Linked DNA regions of Rattus norvegicus: region 2 is linked to region 1. Evidence: chromatin contacts called from public Hi-C data. All regions are on one chromosome and are shown on one strand. The core of a region is the stretch at or near the end of the contact, and the rest is flanking DNA. Distances in the headings are between cores, read along the strand shown.

Evidence for each region. Hi-C and Micro-C count contacts between places; a contact is called where the count stands out from the background.
Region 2: a Hi-C map of liver shows a contact between it and region 1, with 5 times the contacts expected there. The contact joins two enhancer-like sites. A contact is called at or near these places in 7 of 12 Hi-C or Micro-C datasets (the A7r5 cell line, Schwann cells, frontal cortex and 3 more).

What each region holds. Positions count from the first base shown.
Region 1 is chr11:56,820,319-56,827,801 of GRCr8, forward strand. Tbc1d23 (TBC1 domain family, member 23) reads left to right here. Exons shown (of 19, transcript NM_001371895.1): 16 at 2,661-2,749; 17 at 6,094-6,229; 18 at 7,294-7,483. Among named protein-coding and RNA genes, the nearest start is that of Nit2, 9.1 kb to the right of the region's middle. Within about 2 kb of position 6,018, at least 2 of the 93 cell types and tissues checked have an H3K27ac peak or open chromatin away from gene starts, as enhancers often do. A contact at or near this core is called in liver, where this site is marked.
Region 2 is chr11:57,296,889-57,304,154 of GRCr8, forward strand. It overlaps Adgrg7 (adhesion G protein-coupled receptor G7), which reads left to right. Exons shown (of 16, transcript NM_001107098.1): 2 at 1,217-1,330; 3 at 2,002-2,106; 4 at 3,602-3,714; 5 at 5,598-5,747. Among named protein-coding and RNA genes, the nearest start is that of Adgrg7, 18 kb to the left of the region's middle. Within about 2 kb of position 3,438, at least 2 of the 93 cell types and tissues checked have an H3K27ac peak or open chromatin away from gene starts, as enhancers often do. A contact at or near this core is called in liver, where this site is marked.

The sequences.
Region 1 (7,483 bases), core at 4,768-7,267:
AAGATTTGATTTAAGGTTTAAAACGCTGAGTCTTCAAATTAGTTTAAGCAGACAAGCCCTGCCAACTTAATAACCTCATGCAGCATTGTAGTTTATATCTAGCAGAGATTTTCTTCACCTTAAATTGGAATATTAATATAGTGATAATTGAACATTTACGAAAGAAAGCATAGTCGGTGAGGTGGCTGAACAGGTAAAGATACTTGTGGGGCCTGACCTCCTGGATTTGGTCCCTGGGCCAGCCTTGGAGGGACAAGAGAAGCAGGTGCCACCAGCTGTCCTCTGACCTCCACGTACACTCCATGGCTCACATACAAGTCTGTGCACACACAACAATAACGAGATATATTTTTTTAAAGAGTCTTGCCATACTTTGAATAGAAATTCAGCCATTTTGGGTTAATTTTGGGTTGACTTTCTCATCATTTCAGTGTTCGCACTGATTGGAAACAGCATTTTTAAAGTACCGGTTGAATAATCTGAATTTTTTTTGAACTGTTCCTACACAAGGCAATTATAAGACAACTATTTAATTTTACCTTAGTCTGTAAAGAAACTTGTTCTTTTTGAGAACTATAATCTGCTTGTAGATCATCCTTCTATAGGACCATTGAATTCACCTCTGGTCAGTTTAATTATGTTTTTCTCTCAAATTCTTAACTTTTTCTTTACTTTTCTCTCGTCCACATATAGGTGTATTTGTTTTGAATGAGTAATTTAATTAGCAGTTTGAAAGAATCAAATTTATTTCTGAGCAAGCCAAGTTAAAACTTGTCCAAACTATTTCTGTAGATGTTTCTGAAAATATCAATATACTTCTTTTAAAAAAAATAGTCCAAACAAACAAGTGTAGATTAAAAGAAAAAGCAACATTGAATTGTATTAAATTTGTGAGAATTTGAAGAAATGTCACAGAAATTTTTATTATTTGTTTCAAACAAACTTTTCTGTATAGGGTGGGGGAGAAACTTAGTAAGATGCTTGCCTTGCAAACACGAGGCCCCTAATTCAATCCCAGAAACTTACATTTAAAAAACAAACAAAAGTTGGGCAGGAGCTGAAGAGATGGGTCAGAGGTTAAGAGCATCTGGTGCCCTCTTCTGGCCTGCAGGCACACATGCAGGCAGAACACTGTATACATAAAGAAGGAATAAATAGATCTTGAAAAAAGAAGCTGGGTGTGGTAGTTTGTGATCATAGTCCTAGCCCTAGGGAAGCAAAGCCAGGCAGATCCCTGGGCCTCTGCATGACCAGCCTGGCTACTTGGTAAGCCTCAGTCTAGTGAGAGACCTTTATCTCACAAAGCAAGGTAGTTAGTACTTAAGAGGAACGGCCAAGATTGTCCACTGGCCCTGTATGCATGCACATATAAGTGTATATGATGTGCACATGCGCACTTACAGCACACACACATATACACAGAGAAGCAGGGAGACAGAGACGTAGAGAATATGCCCCAGTGCTTGAAGGCTTTTCATTAAACCTTGCCTCTGGAACTTTCTACCACCTTCCAAACAGCACTACACCAGGAATAAGCTTCACCACAGGCTCCTTTGGGGACATTTCAGATCTAAACTCTGACACTTCTTAATGATCATAGTTTGATAGCTTACAGGATAATTTTGCATTATACATGTGTTAATCAACAAAATTTTAAGTATAGGTTAACCTAACTTGTACTTCTAAGAGGGTCTGTCATACTAAGCTCAATTAGTGTTTGCCTGCTTGCTTGCTTTAAGGAGGCTTGGTTTAAAGGTAAATATTTAAGTCTACTCAAATGAAGATTTTTAAAAAATTTATGTATTTTTTTTTAATGTAGGAGTGCTCTGTCTGCATGTACACCTGCATGCCAGAAGAGGGCATCAGATCCCTTTGTAGATTGTTGTGAGCCACCATGTAACGGTTGCTGGGAATTGAACTCAGGACCTCTGGAAGAGCAGTCAGTCTTCTTAACCACTGAGCCATCTCACCAGCCCACAGTGATTTTTCTTTCAAGATTAAGATTCTTGAAAAACAGAAGACTCTCAGGTGTTTATGTTAGGTGAAGAAAGAACAAATCTAGCCTTCTTTGTATTGGGTAGTTACCTAGCAAAGGAAACAGTTTTTCCCCAGAACTATGCAATATTTTACTGAAGCACTTTAATTTATGCAAAAGAAGTAGAATCTTGGTATGGATTAAAACAGAAGCAGCAGTAATAAAGGCGGAAGAAAAACTCTGAGAAACTTGCAGCCTTCCTGTTCTTGCTGCTGGGTTTGTTCTGTGCAGTAAACTGGTAGTGCACGTTTACTAGGTGCTGTTCTGAGGGCTCCACAAAGGGGAGAGAGAGAGCTGTTTAAGTTTCACAGTAATCCTGACAGGCGAAGTCTCTCGTTACTACTATATTTCAAATGAGGAAACAGCAGAGGGCTAACTTCCGAAGGCCCAGAAGCACCTAACCCCTGGCTTAACTAGGAGCGCTGAAGCTGTTTACCGTGGCTGGATGCGATGGCACATGCCTCTTTGCTTACAGAATTTATCTCCTTGCAGTTTTCTTAATGTATTGTCCTAAAGCTGTGGGTGCTCTGTGACGGGCAGAGAACATTTACATTGTGTTCGAACAGACAGATGATGCTGAGTTAAAAATCTCTGATTACTTCTTCCTAAACTTGTTTTAATACAGGCATGTGAGCAGCAGTGACAGAGTGGGCAAGCCTTACCGTGGAGTGAAGCCTGTGTTCAGCATTGGCGATGAAGAGGAATACGACACAGGTTGAGTAATAATACACTCTCTCTTGTTCAGCCCTCAGGGCTGGTCATCCTGGGACTAGCAAGCAAATGCTTCCCGGGACAAACTTCCACAGCAGGAATTGTCTATGGCAGTTGTTCTCACTCTTGCTAAAGCTTTGACAGCCCTTCATGCTGTGGTGATCCCCAACATTATTTCTCTTGCTACTTCACCTGTAATTTTGCTACTGTAATGAATTGTAATGTAACTCTCTGTGTTTTCCAGTGGTCTTAGGGAACCCAGTGAAAGAGCCATTTGAACCTCAGAGGGGCTTATAGTAATGCTTTGGTTTTAGAATTCATGAATGGTGCCCTCTAGAAATCTGCACAGAAATTTTGCATAGGCCTCGACCAACAGTCATCAGCTGAGGAGCAAGCAGTTTGTGGAAGTTGTATTTAAGCCCATGTGATCATATTTTAATCCCTTTGAACACTCACCCACCTGCTGCCTGAGAGTTGTGGGTCTGTGAGAAGGTGCTAAGGTCCTAAAAGGCCACCAGATGGCACTATAGATTAACTTTCCCTAGGATTGCCTTTATGTTAAATCAAAATCAATTTATAATTTTAATTTATAATTCCACAGCCTAAATAATGTAAGTAGTCATAGTTTATATGCATATTAAGTTGGAAAAGGTCATGTTAGTAAAAAAAAGTTATGTTAGTAAAAGTGAGAAGATTATAAATGTGAATGTCACCGTCCTTCCCACTCAGCAATACCCATACATCTGTTTACTCTCTTATTTTTTAAAATTGATGTAGTTACTTTTATGTTATGTGCATTGGTTCTCTGCCTCAATGCGTGTCTGCAAAGATCCCCAGGAACAGGAGTGACAGACGGCTGGGAGCTGCCACATGGGTGCTGGGAACTGAACCCCGTCCTCTGCAAGAGCAGCCAGTGCTGTCAGTGCTCCATCCCAGCCCCCTGTCAGCCCAGTGTGCCCTGTCTGCTGTGGATATTCCCATTTGCCCAGTCTGAGGATTCAACTCTGGAGTCTTCTGCTTAAGTTTTGGGCGGCTCCAGTTTTATACATCCATCACGAAGAACTTTGAAAGTCTGTCCATAGAGTTAGCCCTTAGCAGTAAGATTGCTCAAGAAAAGCAGTTGATGTTTCAATAACATTACAAATTTGACTGCTAAAACATTTGCAGTGAAGTAAATATGATATTTCTAGCTGTTTCTTTTTCCTTTGTCATCTCTGTTGCCGTCTTCCTGGTGCTATGTACTTCTTTGTCCTCCTGATTATTTTAACTTCCTTCTTGAGCAAAAGGGAGAGAATGAGTGGACAGTGGATGAGCCCACTGTGGTCTATTTGACACTTCCCGACAAACATGCCTACGTATGAGATGGAAAGTTGGACATAGCAAAAGGGGGACACTGGAACTGTATGCGTCAGCATGCATGACTGCTACAGTGTTGGGAGACGGGTAGCAGTCCCAGAAGACTGTGTTGTACTTCACTGCCTCTCTCAGATAGATGCAGATGCTTCTGCATTCTGAAGATGAGCACATTGATTACAGGAAGGACCCCTGTAGGACTGTTCACACGGGAAGTCCCTATTGGCAAAGAGAAGGTGCCCAGAGGAGGGAATAACAACCTGAGGGCTGGAGGGTTGACGCCTGACATTTTCTTTAGTGTTGTCTCTATCGTGAACAAGTCACTGAAAGCAAAGGTGCCGGGAGATAGCCCACTCAATAAAGTGCGAACCTGAGTCCAGTCCTCTCTTCTACTTCTGGAAGAAGGCGGGGGTGGCACTCGCCTTTAATCCCAGCACTTCAGAGGCAGAGGCAGAGGCTGTCTGTTCGAGACCAGTCTGGTTTATAGAGTGAGTCCCAGGGCACCCAGGGCTACACAGAGAAACCGTCTCACCAAGAAAACAAAAACAGTTAACTATGGTGGCTGACAAACTTAGGTTTTCAATTGCTGGGATAAAACACTATGACCAAAACAACTTAGAGAAAAAAGGGTTTATTTCACCCTCCAGTTCTGCGGTCATACTCCATCTCTGAGGACAGAAACAAAGCCAGATCGTGGAGGGAGGGCTACTTACTGCCTTGCTCAGCCTACTTTCTCACAGCACTAAGAACTACCAGCCATGGGTGGCACCACATAGAGTAATCTGGTCTGCCCGTATCAATCATCAATAATAAAACACGCACAGGCTCCCTCAGGCCAATCTAATGGGGCATTTTTTCAACTGAGGTTTTCTTTCATAATTACTTTGTTAAGTTGTCATGAAACTAGTTAGCAGAGGGGCCCATGCTGGCAATACCACCCACCAGGATGAAGAGATGAGTGGATCCCCGGGGTTTGTTCACACCCAGCCAGCCTAGTGAGCCTATGAGCTCCAGGGCAGTGACAAACACTGTCTCAAAACAAAGGTGGATGTCTCAAAAAAAAAAAAAAAAGAGGGGCAGGGGAGGGGCGGGGAGGGGTGGAAGGGGTGAGGAGGGGAGCAGGGAGGGGGAAAGGGAGCAAGCTGGTCAGATGGTTCAGTAGGTGAGGGGCTTGCTGCCAAGCAAGCATGGTAACTTGAGTTCAGGACACACATCATGTGCAGGTAGATCTGATTCTTATAAGAGAACCTCTGCCTCCATACCTCACACCCACACATGTGCGCATGCGCGCACACACACACACACACACACACACACACACGCGCGCGCGCGCGCACGCGCGTTAAGTAAGGCTGAGAGATGGCTCAGCAGTTAGGAACACTCACTTCTCCAGAGGACCTGAACTTGCTTCCAGCATCATGGCAGGGAGCCCTCTAGGGAATCTAGTGTTCTCTTCTGTCCCACGCATGATATAGACTGACACACACGCTCACATAAATAAAAATACAGAAATATAAAAATTCAAAACTATAAAGAGCGGTTGGCTTCTGAGGAGTGATAGCAGCAGCTGTCCTCTGGCCCCCACAGGCATATGCCCACACTTGCACTCTAGGAACACACACGAAGACAAAGGGGGAATTCTTAACCCGAGGCACTGCAATTCTTAATTTAGGAAAACAAAATTAGAATGTTTATTTCCATTGAAAAACATTTTCTGATGTATGGAGACCGAACTTAGTGTTATTTTCTATCTACAAGTCAGAGACTTCCTCCCCTGCCCCAAGACAGCTGCTTCTCACTGATGCGTCAGACCATAGTTGCTCATCTTTTATCAAAACCCTGCAAAATGTACTCCCAGTAGTTTGACTGGACTAAGGGGTTGTTTCCCAATGACCCTGTAACAGAGCCAATAGGGTTCAAAGTGCTTCTTATGCGGTTCCCTTGGTGCCCTGTGTCCATGGTGCTGACGCCCTTTAACACTTCTCTGACCTCAGATGAGATCGACAGCTCTTCCATGTCAGATGATGATAGAAAGGAAGTCGTAAACATCCAGACCTGGATCAACAAGCCAGACATCAAGCACCATTTTCCTTGTAAAGAAGTAAAAGAAAGCGGGCATATGTTTCCCAGGTACTTTTGAAAATCTTTTTGCAAGTAACTCGAATTAGGAAAGGCTAATATAAAAGTAAATTGCCAGGGACCTTTATTCAAGTGCTAAAGGCCTAATTTCTCACTGTCAACCCGCATTAAGTGTCTGTTTTTAAAGGTCTTAGGCACTTAGTATTTTGGAGATTCTGAGACAGGCTCTGATGCCCCTCTCCTGGACACGTTGGCTTGGCAGCTCTTCACAGTCCCCACAGTAAGTGTGGCACAGTCAGGCTGTTCAGGCCACCTCACCCTAAGTGCTCAGCACGCATGTCCCAAGGATATGGGCAGTATGTCCCAAGGATATGGGCAGTTTCTGTTGTAACTCCAGTGCCATCGTTCACCAGAATGAAGGTTACTGAGTTAATGCTGCCCTAGGTCATCCCCAGTGTTTCCAGTGTTCCCGAGTCAGCCTTGCCAGTTTCCCTTCTCTTCTGGGTCCGTCCTGCACTGCCTGCTACTGCCTGCCTCTTGTCGCGCAGTGTCTCGTGGGCCTCGCCCTTTCTCTTACATACCTGTTCTCCTCACAAAGCTAGGCCAGGGAGCAAAATGGTTCACGTTCTAGGCCTGTTCAGCAGTTTGCCTCCTGTTTGTTATGCTGGAAGACAGCTAAATTCTGAGAGTTTTGAGGTTTTCTCTTTTAATTGCTTTTAATCTGTGCCCATTTTGCCTTCAAGATTTAGTTGCAGAATATTACAAAATATGTAAGGAAACCCAACAGTTGCCAAGTGGGCTTAGACGGAGAGTAGTTTTGGATACATATAATCTGTTAAAAATTCTGAGAATGGCAGGACAGTCCATTAAAACTTAAACATTATATATTATACTCAACTTTTCACTATTAAACATACCTTTACTCTTAAGTAATGTGGTATTATCTGTTAATTAAAGCTATTTTACATAAAATTAAATAAAAATATATAGCTTGTTCATCAAATATATTCATAGGTAACTCAAAATAATTCTTTAAAGCTGAATTTGTTTACAGTTGGAGCTGTTGAACTATGTCTGTTGGAACCCTATTCATTTAAGCTTCCTTTTTTTTCAAGTCATCTGTTGGTTACGGCCACACATATGTACTGCTTAAGGGAGATTCTTTCGAGGAAAGGACTGGCTTATATCCAGTCTCGACAAGCACTAAATTCTGTAGTTAAAATTACGTCCAAAAAAAAACATCCTGAGCTAATTACCTTCAAGTATGGAAACAGCAGTGCTTCCGGGATAGAAATCTTGGCTATC
Region 2 (7,266 bases), core at 2,188-4,687, 470 kb after region 1:
AGGACCTTTGCTATTGTGTACACTCACTCAATTGGGACATATGAGAACTCTCCATGTGTTGTGATGTTTCACTGTGCACCAGAGTATGCACGCATGGTCATGTGTCTTTGTGCAGGTGTATGTGGTATGGTACATTCATGCATACCTGTGGAGATCAGAGGCCAACCTCTAGTGTTGCCATCCCTTCAGTGTCATCACTGAAGGGATGTTTTCAGATGGGCTTTCATATTGACCTGGGGCTCCTTGATCAATTCATTTGACCAGTGAGGTGCAGACATCTACCTGCCACTGGAAGTGGGTACCATCATGTCTGGTTTTTCCACAAGGATTGAACTCAGGCTTACACAGGAAGCACTTTACCTATTGAACACCCCACCCCCTTTGATGCTACTCTTTCTGTGCTTCCAATTTAGGCCACTAATTTTTATCTGAGTTTACTTGATTTAATTATACAGTCTAATTCAAATACTGCCTCCTTAGGAAAGTCTGCTTTGGTGTTGGGACCTCTTTCCTTATTATTTCCTTTGAATTTGTCTTGGTGCTTTCTATTACTGTAACCAAATTCCATGACCAAAAGCAATTTGGAGAGAAAAGGTTTGTTTCTCTCACAGATCCATATAACAGTTCATCATCAAAAGCAGGATTTCAGTCAGGACAAGAACTTGAAGACAGGGCCCAATGCAGAAGCCAGAGAGGAGGGCTACTTACTAGCCTGCTCCCCATAGCTTACTCGGCCTCATTCCTTATCAAACTTGGGACCATTAACCCAGGAATGGTACCACCCACAATGGGCTGAACTCTTCCTCATCACTCATTAATTAAGAAAATGCTTTAAATGCTAGCCTACAGTCCAATGTTATGGAGGCATTTAGACATCCGGTGCTCCTTCCTCTTAAATGACTCTAGCCTGTATTAAGTTGACATAAAAACAACCATCATAGTATCTAAGCAGTATTTGAAAGTCTGCATGCTAATTTAGTCAATCTGTCTGTCTATTATCTATCTATTTATCATCTATCTGCTCTTAGAAGATTCCCATTGTAAGCTATGTCTTTTAAATACCTTTCTAATATCCATAATACTATATATTGATAAGGATATTAAAATGGATTATTATGCAATTTGGTTTTGCATATAGAAATTAAAGGGCTACAGACTTGGAAAAAAAGTTAACTGGCAAGTTCCCATATTATTCTGTTGTTTACTGGATCTTCAGGGTCATCTGTTTCTGTGTCAAGCACTCCTGTACAGTTCTGCAGGAATGGTGGAACCTGGCAAAATGGCAGATGCATTTGTACTGAAGAGTGGAGAGGACTCAGATGTACAATCGGTAAGTTACTTGACTAATACTATGATGACATATTGGTGAGCCTTTTGCTAGTAACAACAGCAGCAAAAAAATAATCTAGAAGCTTTAGCTAAAGACTATAGACACAATATGCAGAAACACATCCCAGCCGCACACTTTCCTACACTCAAACCCTCACATAAAAGAACACACAACACAATAATCTTAGATCCAATTGGTAAGATATAATTGCTCACTTAAACATACAAAGCCCGGTACTATCCATCCCTTGAGAACATTAATAACAACCTGTAAATACACAGAGCAGAATCTTAGCATCACCTGCCATCTTGTCCTGCCACGGCTTCTCCCCTCTCTCTGTCTTTCCTGTCTCTGTCCTAGTCTCCTCCTCTTCCTTCAAACTTCTCTCCCGCCCATCCTTCCTTCTCCTCCAATGGCAGGCCTCCTTCTATCCTGTACCTGCCCCTCACCTGTACCTTACAAATTCAATGGAGAGTTGGTTCTGGTGAAGTCACCCGAGTCCTGAGTACACGACTAGGCAGCTGTCCTTGAGGCAGCGGAATTAGCATCAAAACACAGTAACTTCAGGGCAAACCACAACTCAAAGGTTCTGAACTTCATCTTTCACCCATTTTCAAATTTCAAAAATAGAAAATATAGTTAATAACGAGAGAAATGTGTTTTCATTACAGCTAATTTCTGTGAAAATAGTACCTTCATGAACTTCACCTTCGGCAAAATCCCAGTGGGCAGATATGGACCTTCTTTTCAAATATGTGGACCAAACACTGTAAATGGTATGTGTTTCCCCTGGGATCTGTTTTACCACAAGAACAGTGCAGATCTGCAGCCAGATCTCATGGGACCATTTTCTCAATGAAGTTCCCATCTCTCAGATGACTATAGTTTGTGTCAACTTGGCACAAAACTAGACAGCACAGGCCTCTTAATAGCTCAGAAAGCTAAAGGAACATGTCAATATATTTTTTTACTATGCATGTTTTATAGACAACATTATACTCTACAGTACGCCTATGGATAACTGTTAGCTTCAGTTTCTATATGTATATACCTTACATTTTTATGTTTTATAAACCAGATACAACTTACAAATCATAACTGCATGCTATGAGTTGGAAAATTAAGTATCAGAAATATGTCCATGATCGTCAGCACAGCTGTTTGATCTAACACTTTGGAGGTGCTAAGACAGTCTCGGTATCACCTTTTGTTTGACAGTTATCTGACTCTTGAGTAGCTATTATGAAAATGTTTATTATATGTACCGTTGAATTTCAGATTGAGTCCATGTCATTTTAAAGATAGATATCTATATCTATATCTATCTGTATCTATATCTATATCTATATCTATATATATCTTTATATTGATCCTGAGAAAACATTTCCTGAGTGATTAGCCACCCTTTAATTGTGATTTTACCTATACATATTATGAATCAGTACTAATTGGATGAGAATGAGGTGGAAAGTTCAGGTAATCTGAGGAAACAAACCCGCCCCAGGAAATGCTTTACTGAGAGCCAATAGAACATCTAGCATTTGCTGCAATACTCTGTAATTCTGTCTTTGGGGAGTCACCCAGATTTGCAGAGATAAAGGATTGACATATATCTTAATAGCCAGTAAGAAATTTTCATATCGGTTCTGGTCTTAGCCTAGTATACCTTCATTGAGTCCGGTTCAAAGTCATTTCATTCCTGTGCTAGAAAGTAAATCTTTCTTGAGACAAAGAGAAGAGTAATAGCAACCAGACTGGTCATGCCAGAAGCTCCCATTTTAAAAATCAAGACAATTTGTGCAGAATACTTTGGCAACTGGTTGACTTTTCTACAACAAGGTATTAAAATAACTCCAAATGTTTATCCTAAAACAACAATGCTTTAGGTATCTCCCCATTCTATGAGTTGGTTGTGGCAGCCAGAATGTTCATTTGGGGAACATGTACGCTGGCCATTAGCTACAGCACCTCAATCCAGTAGTACATAGTCTGTCTTCCAATCATTAAACTCACTTCCTCATATATTACTTCAAGAAAGCACTCTAACATCCTAACACGGTGGAGACCGAAACTGAAAGAATGTTTGAGGCCCAGGTGCTGGGAGTCACGTATTGGCACCACACTCCACTGACCAAGGTCAGTCACAGGTCAGCCCAGATTCAAGAGTGAATCCATGCCAGGCTCCGCAGAATCGCAGTGGCATGAAGTATGCATGCAGTGAGTTCCACATCTGGCATTGTGCTCATTTCTTCTTTTCCTCTTTTATTGAAGCGGGCCAGCCTCAAGCAACTCGGCTGTGTGGTGTTTCTGAGTATGGAGTGATAGAAGCACTAAATGTTACAATAGGAAACTGTGATAAAAATCTAGAGATTCTGGAGAAGCAGGTAAGCCTTCTAGCCCACCCACTGGGCAACTGGGATACATTCTGAGTCTAGGCCAATTCTTTGGTCTTCACATACCTGATGGACAAATCAATGCTCTTAAAACTCTCAAATTACAGATCACAAAACCAGTAAGTGAAACCATTCTTATTTGGTTAAAGTTGCCCCTGTTTAACGTTGACATTTTATTTCAGCAAGTGGTAGCCTAGAAAATATTGTAAATGGCCTTATATTTATAGACTGATCAAGCTTTGACTGAACATAGAATCCTGGCTTCATAAACCAAAGATGATCTACTCCATCAAAAGGAATGAAAAAAAAACAAAAAACAAAAACAAAAAACAAAACAGAACAATGACCCATAGTCACAGACAACTTCAGACTGTCTTTAGTCTCGGGGCTATATCCATGAGCTAGCAAAATAACGATTGATGACTAGATATGTTTCCATTCATCCTAATTTATATGGACTGAGGGATAGACAATAGAGCACGCATGGAAGTGCTAACTTGTATGCTCATGCAAGAAGAGGAAGAAGCTGAAAACTTTGATGTAGGGATGTCTTTGTTCAGGTATTTTATATCTATCTTATTTCTTCTTTATCAAATTGGATACCATTTCCATACTAAAGGTAATTGCAGCTAATGCCAACAATGATCATTTACAGCTACCAAATCCAGATGATCCTGGATCATAAAATGTGATTAAGACCTGATAAGCCCACTGTAAATTTAAAATGTATTTAATTCACCTAATCTACTCAGCACCAGGGTTAACCAACGCAGCACACTCTATAAAGTGGTCAGTTGTTATTTTCATCATCTTGTAAATGACTAGAAACCATGGCTTACTGCTGTCCAGAATTATGAAAGTGTATCCCATCTCCACGTTGCTAGCATATAGGAGGAAAAGGCCAAATAAAAGTTCAATGTGTGGTTAGTACTGAGTAAATCACTTTTGAATTGCTACACCAAAGCCAATAAATAAATAAACGAAATGTAAACCAATTGGAGATTTGCCTGTACCATTTAAGACATTTTGAGTACACTGCTAAGTTTTTGAAATCATGTTTAAGTTTTAAACAAACATTACAGATAAAATTATTATAGGTGAGAAAAAGTAGAACTCTTCAGTGAGACGCTTTTGCTAGGGACCATCACCAAGCAGACACACAGCTACTGCTAAGTTTAAAATCTAGAACGAACCACAGCAACTCCCTTATCACAGATGGCCAGGATGTGGGTGGGTTGGGAATGGGAAATAGGATGTGCAGGTAGCTGTCAATCACACATGCTGAAAGAAATAGTGCAGATTCTGGAGTCTGACAAGTAGACTCTCTGTGGTTTTGAAGCTGTGTAAACTTAGAAGAAGCTTCTAAAGTTCTCTAAGTCTTTAAGTGATATGAGGGAGCTCAGCTTACAGAACCATTTCCTATTATAAATTATGTAACATCACACCTTAAAACACCAGTGCGCGCAGCACAGACTTGGCTGTTGAATTTAAATTTTTTTTTCTACTGCCTCGGTACAAGTTGAGTACAAGTTTGGTTTTTGACGTTATGGTGCCATCTAGTGTAAAGCTAAGTGTAAAGCTAAGTTCATTCCATCCCCACATTTTAACCCCAGCTCCGTGAAGACATGATTACAGCACTTCCTCACTCTTAATATAATGCAAGCAGATAGTAGAGAATGAGGAAATTGCCTGGGCTTTGTAAACTGTATCCCTTACACAAAGAAAGGGACAAACAAAGGCTCGGTTAAACAGCTCATTCAACTGCAGTCATTTGCAAAATGTTTAGGAATACTTGTATAAACTAGACCTTTTGAAACAAACAAAACTACTTTTTTTTTCCTGCCCTCTCCCCAAACAAAACTACTTTTAAACAGATAAACGACATCTCGAACAACTCTCAGAATATTTCTTCAGATGCTCAGGTTTTAACAACAGATGCCAGTAAACTGACAGCTGAGAACATCACTTCTGCTACTACAGTGGTTGGACAGATCTTCAATAAAACCAGAAATGCTAATAGTGAGGTAAAACATAAGATTTGTTTTATTCACTAGACATACCTCTCATTGCCCACCTCCTGGTCATTCCCTCCCACAATTCTTCCTCCTATCCCCACTCCCCTTCTCCTCTGAGTGGGTGGGGGCCCCCTGAATATTCTCCCACCCTGATACATCAGAGGCTAGACACATCCTCTCCCGCTGTGGCCAGACAAGGCAGCCCAACTGGAAGAACATATCTCAAGGGTAGGCAACAGCTTTTGGAATAGCCCCTGCTCCAGTTGTTTGGGACCTACATGAAGAACAACCCTTCCTATCCAGTTCAGTCCCACAACCCTTTCCCCTATTCTATAGGTGTCACCAAACTGCATCCACTGCTTGGCTATGGGTGTCTGCATCTGTCTGAGTCAGCTGCTGGGTAGAGTCTCTCAGAGAACAGTCATGCTAGGCTCCTGTCTGCAAGCATAACAGAGCATCATTAATAGTGTCAGGGATTGGTGCTTTCCCATGGGATGGGTCTCAAGTTGGGCCAGTTACTGGATGGTGATTTCCTCAGTCTCTGTTCCATCCCCCATTCATGCATTTCTTATAGACAGGATAAATTTTGGGTGGGAAGTTTTGTGGGCACTCCAGTGGGGTTTTTCTGCCTGGTTACAGAAGGTGACTTCTTCCGATTCCATAGCCCCAGTGATATGACAGCTAAGGTCACTCCATTGATTCTTGGGTGCCTCCCTCATCCCAGGTTTCTGCCACATCCTGGAGATCCCCCCAGCTCTCTGCACCTGTCAATCTCCTGTCCCTCCCCACACCTGATCATGAACCCTCCCCATCCCCATTCCCTCCCAGTTCCCTCCTCCCATCTGCCTCTTATGACTACTTTATTCCCCTTCTAAGTGAGATTCAAGCATCCTTGCTTGCTCCTTCCTTCTTGTTTAGCTTCTTTAGGCCTGTGGAGTGTTGCATGGGTATCCTGTATTTTATGGCTAATGTCCACTTATAAGTGAGTACATAGCATGCATGTCCCTCTGGGGACTGAAAACCCAAGATTTTAAGTCATAAGAGATGTTTGGGATTGTAGCCTATTGGTAGTGTTTCATAAGCATCTGCAGGGCCTTAGGTTTGGTTCCCAAAGCTCTGAAATGGGAGGAACATCCCGAATCCTATTCCTAATCCTATGATTTGGGTGGTGTTAGGACCACTGAACAGAGAACCCTTCTTGGGGAGATGCTCAAAGAAGTTAAACTCCTTGTCTAAATATCCTCTGGGATTGATATGATGGTTATTATTACATCGGATATCCCGGCATGTCTTGGAATAAAAAAGCCTCTTTAACTTTCATATGTACAGATTAACAAATTTATTAAACTGTGCCATACCTGTTCTACCACAAATAAACAGTTTTCCTATACACTTGCCCTGAAAATACATCTTTCAAGCTTTGCATGTTGTGACAAGCATACTCAAAGGTTGGTCCCTGGGTTGCTCAAAGGCCTTAATCCAGGTTTGCAGGTCTAATATTATGGCCTTCTAAATTATCAAACATAAA